Linked DNA regions of Mus musculus: region 2 is linked to region 1. The links are chromatin contacts, called in public Hi-C maps. All regions are on one chromosome and are shown on one strand. The core of a region is the stretch at or near the end of the contact, and the rest is flanking DNA. Distances in the headings are between cores, read along the strand shown. Region 1 has its middle 81 kb from the start of Macir. Region 2 overlaps Macir (macrophage immunometabolism regulator).

Evidence for each region. A called contact is a pair of places that touch in the nucleus more often than the background predicts.
Region 2: a Hi-C map of double positive thymocytes shows a contact between it and region 1, with 2.9 times the contacts expected there. The contact joins two enhancer-like sites. A contact is called at or near these places in 15 of 484 Hi-C or Micro-C datasets (B cells, CD4 T cells, CD8 T cells and 7 more) and 2 of 115 datasets of contacts at active chromatin or transcription factors (the SCID.adh cell line and pancreatic cancer cells).

What each region holds. Positions count from the first base shown.
Region 1 is chr1:97,578,439-97,583,466 of GRCm38.p6, forward strand. No RefSeq gene overlaps it. Among named protein-coding and RNA genes, the nearest start is that of Macir, 81 kb to the right of the region's middle. Within about 2 kb of position 2,058, at least 93 of the 459 cell types and tissues checked have an H3K27ac peak or open chromatin away from gene starts, as enhancers often do. A contact at or near this core is called in double positive thymocytes and pre-pro-B cells, where this site is marked.
Region 2 is chr1:97,646,172-97,650,850 of GRCm38.p6, forward strand. It overlaps Macir (macrophage immunometabolism regulator), which reads right to left. Exons shown (of 3, transcript NM_133825.3): 3 at 1-190. The coding sequence starts at 167. Among named protein-coding and RNA genes, the nearest start is that of Macir, 14 kb to the right of the region's middle. Within about 2 kb of position 1,575, at least 18 of the 459 cell types and tissues checked have an H3K27ac peak or open chromatin away from gene starts, as enhancers often do. A contact at or near this core is called in double positive thymocytes and pre-pro-B cells, where this site is marked.

The DNA of each region.
Region 1 (5,028 bases), core at 808-3,307:
GCTATACAGAGAAACCCTGTCTCTAAAAAAAAAGGAAAAGGAAAAAAAAATAGGGTATCTATATCCAACCATTCAGTCCCTGCTTTCAGGAGACTGCTCCAGCAAAGGAATATACATACAAACATACAAACAAACATACATACATACATACATCCCTTAAAGCATGTCTTATCCAGACATGAAGAGGAAATAACTATACTGCGAAGTGAACTTTTGATGAGGAGACTAGATCAGTAGGTAAAGTCTGATTTCCATGCCACCTCTCAGACTTGATTTAGCAGTAATTGTTTATATGGGTTTCTCAAGTACTCCTCAGAATTGAGCAATATCTTAAGGAGTGGCCAGCCTTGTAACGCATATTCACATCAGCTCTCCTTCTTTCCCCACCTGACTCCACCTATCATACACACTAGAAATAAACTCCAATAAAATCACCATCACACGTCCTTTTGTCCATATATCCAAGCTGTATCAGTAACTGGTGGGAAACTCTAGGTTAAGAGCTGTGCATACATGGTCCATCCTTTCATCTCAGCTCCAAACTTTGTTTCTGTAACTCCTTCCATGGGTGTTTTGTTCCCACTTCTAAGGAGGGGCATAGTGTCCACACTTCAGTCTTCATTTTTCTTGAGTTTCATGTGTTTAGGAAATTGTATCTTATATCGTGGGTATCCTAGGTTTTGGGCTAGTATCCACTTATCAGTGAGTACATATTGTGTGAGTTCCTTTGTGATTGTGTTACCTCACTCAGGATGATGCTCTCCAGGTCCATCCATTTGGCTAGGAATTTCATAAATTCATTCTTTTTAATAGCTGAGTAGTACTCCATTGTGTAGATGTACCACATTTTCTGTATCCATTCCTCTGTTGAGGGGCATCTGGGTTCTTTCCAGTTTCTGGCTATTATAAATAAGGCTGCTATGAACATAGTGGAGCATGTGTCCTTCTTACCAGTTGGGGCTTCTTCTGGATATATGCCCAGGAGAGGTATTGCTGGATCCTCCGGTAGTACTATGTCCAATTTTCTGAGGAACCGCCAGACTGATTTCCAGAGTGGTTGTACAAGCCTGCAATTCCACCAACAATGGAGGAGTGTTCCTCTTTCTCCACATCCTCGCCAGCATCTGCTGTCACCTGAATTTTTGATCTTAGCCATTCTCACTGGTGTGAGGTGGAATCTCAGGGTTGTTTTGATTTGCATTTCCCTGATGATTAAGGATGTTGAACATTTTTTCAGGTGCTTCTCTGCCATTCGGTATTCCTCAGGTGAGAATTCTTTGTTCAGTTCTGAGCCCCACCCCATAATCAGCATCCAAACGCTGACACCATTGCATATACTAGCAAGATTTTATCGAAAGGACCCAGATGTAGCTGTCTCTTGTGAGACTATGCCGGGGCCTAGCAAACACAGAAGTGGATGCTCACAGTCAGCTAATGGATGGATCACAGGGCTCCCAATGGAGGAGCTAGAGAAAGTACCCAAGGAGCTAAAGGGATCTTCAACCCTATAGGTGGAACAACATTATGAACTAACCAGTACCCCTGAGCTCTTGACTCTAGCTGCATATGTATCAAAAGATGGCCTAGTCGGCCATCACTGGAAAGAGAGGCCCATTGGACACGCAGACTTTGTGTGCCCCGGTACAGGGGAACACCAGGGCCAAAGGGGGGGAGTGGGTGGGTAGGGGAGTGGGGGTGGGTGGGTAAGGGGGACTTTTGGTATAGCATTGGAAATGTAAATGAGCTAAATACCTAATAAAAAATGGAAAAAAAAAAAAAAACAAAAAAAAAAAAAAAAAAAAAAAAAAAAAATACTTTGTATTTATCAAACCTTTAAAAAAAAAAAAAAAAAAAAAAAAAAAAAAAAAAAGAGCTGTGCATACTTCCTGTTTCTGGGTGAAATGTGAGAAATGAAAAAAAAAAAAAAAACACCTCTTCTTAGATCTGTCAGAGAAATGAGGTCACAGGACCAACGGCTGTCTTCATGATCAGAAAGGCAGACAGGCGGGCACAGAGAAGCAGGGCTTGCCAGAACAGAAACCCTCAAAAGGAAACCCCTCCGTGGGAACTAGTGCTGGGTGGAACCACCTGAGTTGTAGCTGACAGATTACTGGAGGCTCAGCCCAGGCAACCCTGAGATGTAAAACCCCCAGGGAAACAAGGTGTGGGGAGCCTCACATGCTTACAAGGCTAATTCCATCACCCTAACCAGCTTCTCCTAGTGAGGAACCAATCACACACACACACACACAGAGAGAGAGAGAGAGAGAGAGAGAGAGAGAGAGAGAGAGAGAGAGAGAGAGAGAGAGAGAGAGAGAGAGAGTTTTTAACATGAAGAAGGCAAGCAGAACTACCTTGAAATATAGCTGGACACTCTGTTGTTCTTAACAAGCCTTGCCCTTAGGCCTCCTGCCCCACCTGAGGCCAAAGGTTCACCAAGACTTCATCCAGTCTTGAGAGCATGCCCTCTGCCCCACAACTTATGCCACACCACTAAATGTCTATTTACCTACCCCAGTTGCTTTTACAGAGACACCATACCTATTGTACTGGCTGGTTTTGTGTGTCAACTTGACACAAACTGGAGTTATCACAGAGAAAGGAGCCTCCCTTGAAGAAACACCTCCATGAAATTCAGCTGTAAGGCATTTTCTCAATTAGTGGGCAAGGGTGGGAGGGCCCAGCCCATTGTGGGCGGTGCCATCCCTGGGCTGGTAGTCCTGGGTTCTATAAAAAAGAGGCCGAGCAAGATAGGGGAAGCATCCAGTAAGCAGCACTCTCCATGGCCTCTGCATTAGCTCCTGCCTCCAGATTCCTGCCCTGTGTGAGTTCCCATCCTGACTTTTTGGTGATGAACAGAAATGTGGAAGTGTAAGCTGAATAAACCCTTTCCTCCCCAACTTGCTCCTCAGTCATGATGGTTTGTGTAGGAATACAAACCCAATCTTCTAACAGAATATGACAATACACGCTAAAAGAAAAATGTAACAAAACTAAACAAATAACAAAACCACAGTTTGGAACTAAATATGAATCATTGTGAAATCAGATAGAACAAGACTATTATAAGCATCAGACCAAGACTTTAACAGAATATTTAAATTACCCACCTATGATTACATGCTGTGACTTTTTCTATTAATGCCCTTAGCATATTAATCATAACGAAATATGTCTGGACAATTGCAAAGTACTTAGAAAATTTATTTTTTCACCCCCTTGTATTAAGCACACTAAAGAATATATGGAACAAAAAGGAAATCTCAAGAAAATTTTAAAGCATTTTGAACTAACATAAAATTGAAAATTCAACTTATCAACATTGGTTACATGCGTGAAAAGTTATAGAAGAGAGATCTAAAGTCAATAACCAGTATTTCTAGTCAATGAAACCAGCAAAAGTACAAAATCCAAAGTAAACAAATCAAATAAATAATGAAAATAAAAACATAAATGGATGGGCCAAAAAAAATAATGTGATCAAACACCAAATACCTTGTAAGATCAGTAAAATCAATAAGTTAACTCTCACTAGACTAATGGCTGTAGACCCAGACCACATGTCCTTTGAAGAACTTAACTCCAAATTCTTCAACTCAGTCTCGGCCACAAAGGATAACATTCCCAGAATATAACATGGAAAATTGTCTAAGCATCTTGTGTGCTGGTTAATATTTTTGGTTTTGCTTTTTTTGTCAGCTTGACATAGGCCAGTGTCACTTGGGAAGAGAAAAGTCCGACTGAGAACATTCCTCCACTAGGTTTACCTGTAGGCAAGTGTATGTGGGGAATCAATGACTGATGATTGATGTGGAAGGATCCAGCCTACTGTGGGCAACACCATCTCTGGGCAGGTGGTCTTGTGATACATAAGAAAGAAAACCAAGGAAACCGAGAGGAGCAAGACAATGGGTATCTTCCATGATGACAGCCTTTGTTCCTGCCTCCAAGTTCCTGCTCTGCTTTCCTGCCTTGGCTTCTTCAAGCTGCTTTTGGTCACAAAGTTTATTACTGCAATAGAAACCTAAGAAACTCTTTGATGTAGCAAGGTGTGTGTGTGTGTGTGTGTGTGTCTGTCTGTCTGTCTGTCTGTCTGCCTGCCTGCCTGCCTGCATCTGTATATTTGTGTCTGTGTATGTCTGTCTGTGTATTTCTGTGTGTGTCTAGGAGTTACTAGGGACTAAACTGGGACTTGCATATCACAAATTATACAGCTCAGACCTAGTTAGTGATGGTCTTGGTTCACCAACAAAGTCATGATCAATGAATAAAAAAAAATAACTCTTACGTTGAACGTAACCAAAATTAAAAAAATCTAAAGAATGGGCAGATAAACTGCACACTGGATGAGAAGATTTTTGTTTCAGAAGACACACCTAATGAAGGAATTTTGTCCAAAATATACAAAGAAATCTTAAAACTCATCACTAAAAAACAACCTAATTTAAGACTATCCAAGTGGCCTGAACAGACAGCAAAGAAGACAGAACCTGCCAAACAACCATGTGAAATCATGTTCCACATCATGTGTAGGTCAGGAATTTCCAGTTAAAGCACAGATGAGGAGCCAATGCACACCTCCGAGACCCAGCCACATCTAAAACACTCCCAGACCAAATGCTGGTGAACTGGGGAAGTAACAGGAACCCCCATTCTTTGCTGATGGAAACACAAAATTATATCGTCAATTTGTTGGTTTCTTCCAAAATTAAACATATTCTTACCACATGTAGTACTCTAAGAATCCCACACACAGCGACTGGGAATGGAACACTTAGTGGTGCTGTTTAGGGTAGGGCTGGGAGTGATAAGCCTCGAAGGAGTAGGTAAGTCAATGGGGACTTGATAAGCTTGCCCCACGTGCCTTTTACTCTTCTCTCTGCATATGGGTGGAGATACAAATCTCTAAGCTTCCTGTACCTGCCAGATGCCTGTCACTTAATGGACTCTTCATCAAGACAATGCCTCCCCATCATGGTGGACTCTTATTGGTCAGGAATGACAGGCCAAAACTAACTCTTTATTCTA
Region 2 (4,679 bases), core at 325-2,824, 67 kb after region 1:
ATGTGGAGGATCTGATAACCAGACACAGTCCGGCGCATGGGCGAGCAGGGTGTGCTAGAGCAGCGGGGTTTCTCTGCCTCTGCTTTTCCTGGAGAGCTTCCCTCAGCCACAGGCAAGGGCAGGGTGGTCAGGGTACTTCTGGAATCCCCATTTATATCTACTTCCATCTTAGGCACCAGGCTGCACACGCCTGAAAGGAAACAGACTCAGATTAGAAGTTGGTAACACGCAGCTCTGGGCAGAGCCCGAGCTGTCAGAACACACAGAGCATGAACAACACTGTCTTGAAGACAGACACTGTACAGCACACAGATCCCCGCCTCTGTCTATGAGACACATCAGAGCAGGTAACAAATGAGCGCTGCCATCCTGTGCTCAGGAACGCACAGGCAGCTCAATGACCATTGGAAGCTTTATGGAGATGATGAGACAGGGAAGAAATGAGAATGGGCTACGTCTCCAAGTTGGCACAAATGAGCGCTGCCATCCTGTGCTCAGGAACGCACAGGCAGCTCAATGACCATTGGAAGCTTTATGGAGATGATGAGACAGGGAAGAAATGAGAATGGGCTACGTCTCCAAGCGCCAGTTTACTCCTTGGTATGCTTAGAAACTGAGTACAAATCCCAACAGTAGGCAAACATAGGTAAACACACAGGTTTTCACAAAGTGGTTTCAAAATGATTTGATGTGTAAGCTAAATTTCCTCTCCTTTAACTTAGATGTATAACTACTCCACCCTTCACACCTGTGAGGCTTTGCAACTGTGCGTGAGGACTCCTGTACAATCTCCTGACTGACCGGTTCACCTGGTAGCTATCCTAACAATATGACTGAGCATTTAGAGGTGGGAAGGAAGCCTTGCAAAAAAAACTCATCCTCTGAAATCTCCAATGAGTTAAAGACAATCGTGCTGTAGTTAAAAAGCTAACCCTAAAACTAATACTAAGCATATGTAAATGGCCCTGGAGAGAGAGATCAGATGGGAAAGGCACTGGTTGCTCTTGCAGCAGACCCACACAGCAGCTAACCACCAACTGAACTCCTCCAGATGACCCACTGCCCTCTACCTGCCTGTGAAGGTACTGCATGCACATGCTGCACAGGCACACATGTAGACTAATCACCTATAAGCATATCATAAAAATAGATGAATTTTTCAAAATACATGGAGACTACAGAATGCCATTTTATATGACTCTTTAATCATAAAACATCAGAAGCACACAGTTATTTTATTTTACAATGCCTGAGACAGTCTTGAACAGCTTCCTAAAAAGAATGATTCACAATGAATAATAGGATTGTTCGCTGCAATTATCACTTTATGTAGTTTTGAAAACCTAATGACACCCAGTGTCATGAAAAATGGCTAGGTTCCTAGAAAACAGCAGATAATACAAATTTTGGGAAACAAAATAATAGAGAAAACAGAGATAATGTCTTCTGAGAAAGTTTAATTTTAGTTGAGTTTCTATTGGCTTTTTTTTTTAAGGAAGTCTCCAAGAATATTAATCAAAATGTCAAGTGACTGAGTTTACTATGAGGAATTTCTTGAGGAAGTGTATTATGTCACACAATTCTCAAAAGAGCTTTAATAAAACAAGGAGCTACTTTCCTAAGGTTTCAGTACTTACTTCAATTTCAGGCAACCAGAAAACTAAAACCAAACGAAACAGGAAGTGTGTGAAGCTTTTTCCTACGTTCCTTCATTAGGAGACGAAGAAACACAAGACGCACCTGTCCTTACCACAGTGCAGCAGCAGAGTCAAGGGCAGCAGCCTGTGTTCAGGGGTCCCAGCTCACTGCAAGCTTTAGACTACTCTCCTGGCTTTCTGGATTTAAATTAACTGGTTCTGTTATATTTTGTTACTATCCTAGGACAAAACCCACTTGTCTGCTGGCAGGATCTAAATAGTAACTGCCCGTCTGTCGAGACCTGTTGGATACCTCAGCCCAGGAGCCTCACAGAACCATACCCAGTTACAACTAATCGCTATGCTAAAGGAACTTGGTCCTAAGCCAAGCAACAAAGGAACCTGCCCTCGATTACTAACTATGTAACCTTGGAGAGGACAAATCTAAGGCCTTCAACCTTCGCTATCTGACAGGTAGATCTGCAGGTAGCAATTCAACCTGATACTTACTTCATCCTGCAAGGCCAGGAACAAAAGACCTGGTGAGGTCCAAACAACTAGGGCCAAGGAGGAAAAAAACAGGAAAAAAGAAAACACACACACACACACACACACACACACACACATACACACACACACACACACACACACACACACACACACAAACACACGCACGCAGGCCTGGAACAGCCACCAGACATTAACACTACAGACATCAGCCCTCATTGAGTGAGTATGGACTTCTATTTCTTTCCAGTCTGGCACTCCATGACAACTATGGGTTTCCACCAACCTGGTTTGTTTGTTTGTTTGTTTTCACTTGTTACATAACGTCTACGGTTCTGATCCTACACATTGTGAACGTCCACGGTTCTGACCCTATGCACTATGAAAGCCCACGGTTCTGATCCTATGCATTGTGACCTGGGGGACAATCAAACATCCACTGTGCTGAGGCTCACCTTTTTGCCTTGAGTGGGGAAAACCACTAAGCAGGTTGCAGTCATAAAGCACACTCTCTATGTGTACGCTTAAACATAAAGTCTGCACTCCTTAGCATCTGTACTTTTATCCCAAGCAACAACAGTGAGTGTACACTCAGAGCAGCTCATTGGCTGGTTTCCTCCATCTCTCTGGGATATAAGCCAGGCTCTCACAAACAGCTTACAGTTCCTATCAGTACTAATGGCATCACTGACCCTCTCACATGTGCATGCAAGGTTCTTTACCCTATACCCCACCTGACTGTCTGCACGTACCTCTGTCTGCTTCCCAGGCCCCCTTCTCCTTCCTCGCCCCTCCGCAAATAAGAGACTCAAGGTGACAATTAGCTAACTTGTGCTCCTTAACATGGAGACTTCTAGAGCCTTTTTCCTTCTTCTTTTATTGGTTATCTTATTTGTTTACATTTCAAATGTTATTCCCCACCACAAGTCCCCTATTCCCATTCCCCCTGCTTCTTTGAGGGTGTTCCCCCACCCACTCTTTCCTCACTGCCCTAGCATTTCCCTACACTGGGGCATGGAGTCTCTACAGGACCAAGGGCCTCTCCTCCCACTGATGCCAAACAAGGCCATCCTCTCTGCTACATATACAGCTGGAGTCTTGGGTCTGTCCATGTGTACTCTTTGGTTGGTGGTTTAATCCCTGGGAGCTCTGGGGGGGGGGGTCTGGTAGGTTGATATTGTTGTTCTTCCTGTAGGGTTGTAAACCCCTTCAGCTCCGTCAGCCCTTTCTCTAGCTCCTCCACTGGGGTCCCCCTGCTAGAGCCTTTTCTGGTACCCCACTCTTCTAATGAATGCCTACTGTGCAGCTCTACACAAGCAGCCTAGAGCCACAGTTCAGGGAGAAAACAGCAAAGGGTAATAAGCACCTTGTTTCTCTCACACAGGACCAACTAAGTAGCTCCTTGCAGCTCCCATTCTGCAGTGTGGTTAGAAGGGAAACATTCTGCAGTGTTGAGTTCCTGAGAATTTCCTGAATGAGTTTAAATGCTAGGTAAACTCTGCAGAAATAATGGAGTCAATTTTCTCAGAGCCTCTGCTAAAGATGACTGTCCCAGCTGAAGGAAAGCCCTAGGTGCTTTTCTAGATCCAGAATTCCACTTTGAAAATACTGACCAGACACCTACATCTCTCTCACACACACACACACACACACACACACACACACACACACACACACACACACACACACACGGTGTAAGCTGAAGACACTTCGTGTACACCAGCACACCTGAAGGCACATCTTAGACACAGATCCTTCCACAGGAAGTATTTTTCATGTGGTTTGTGGATGTTGACTGAACTCAGGGCCTCATGAATACTAAAGACACTGACCTACACCTCAGCCTTCAAGTTTCTTATTTTAAAAGCCTCTAACAGAAAAGTCAGCGCTGTGACTGTAACTGGAGATGGCTGACGTGTCACAGCAGTCTTCAAGCTGTTCCATAAACGCTCTCCTATGGGCTCACTGTGAGCACAGCAGCCTATTCATGACTCAGCATTTAGCCTCATATTCTAAAACGGCCTCAATTTCAAACAGCTTAAGGTTGAGACAGAATCACAACTATTTTCCTGAGCATCATCGCACGTGTATGCAAAGAACACCACTTCTACAGACATAATAAACAGTAAATCAAGATATCAGCCCCAAGGGTAGGGAGACAGCACAGTGCAAGAGCCAAGACCTGACTTCAGATCCACAACACCCACTCTGAACCAAAAGCAGGAAGGTGGACAGTACCTGAGGAACAATACCTGAAGATGTCTGCTGTCCACACACACACACACACACACACACACACACACACACACACTCACACACACACACACACACACACACACACACACGGGGGTGTGGGGTCCAGAGAGAGAGAGGTGCAGAGAGGGAGAGAGAGGCAGAGAGAGAGAGACTCAGAGTGAGAGAGAGAGAGACTCAGAGTGAGAGAGAGAGAGATGCAGAGAGAGACAGAGGCAGAGCGAGACAGAAAAAGACAGATAAAAACTAGTTTTGCAAGAAGTTCCAAAACTAAAATGCTGA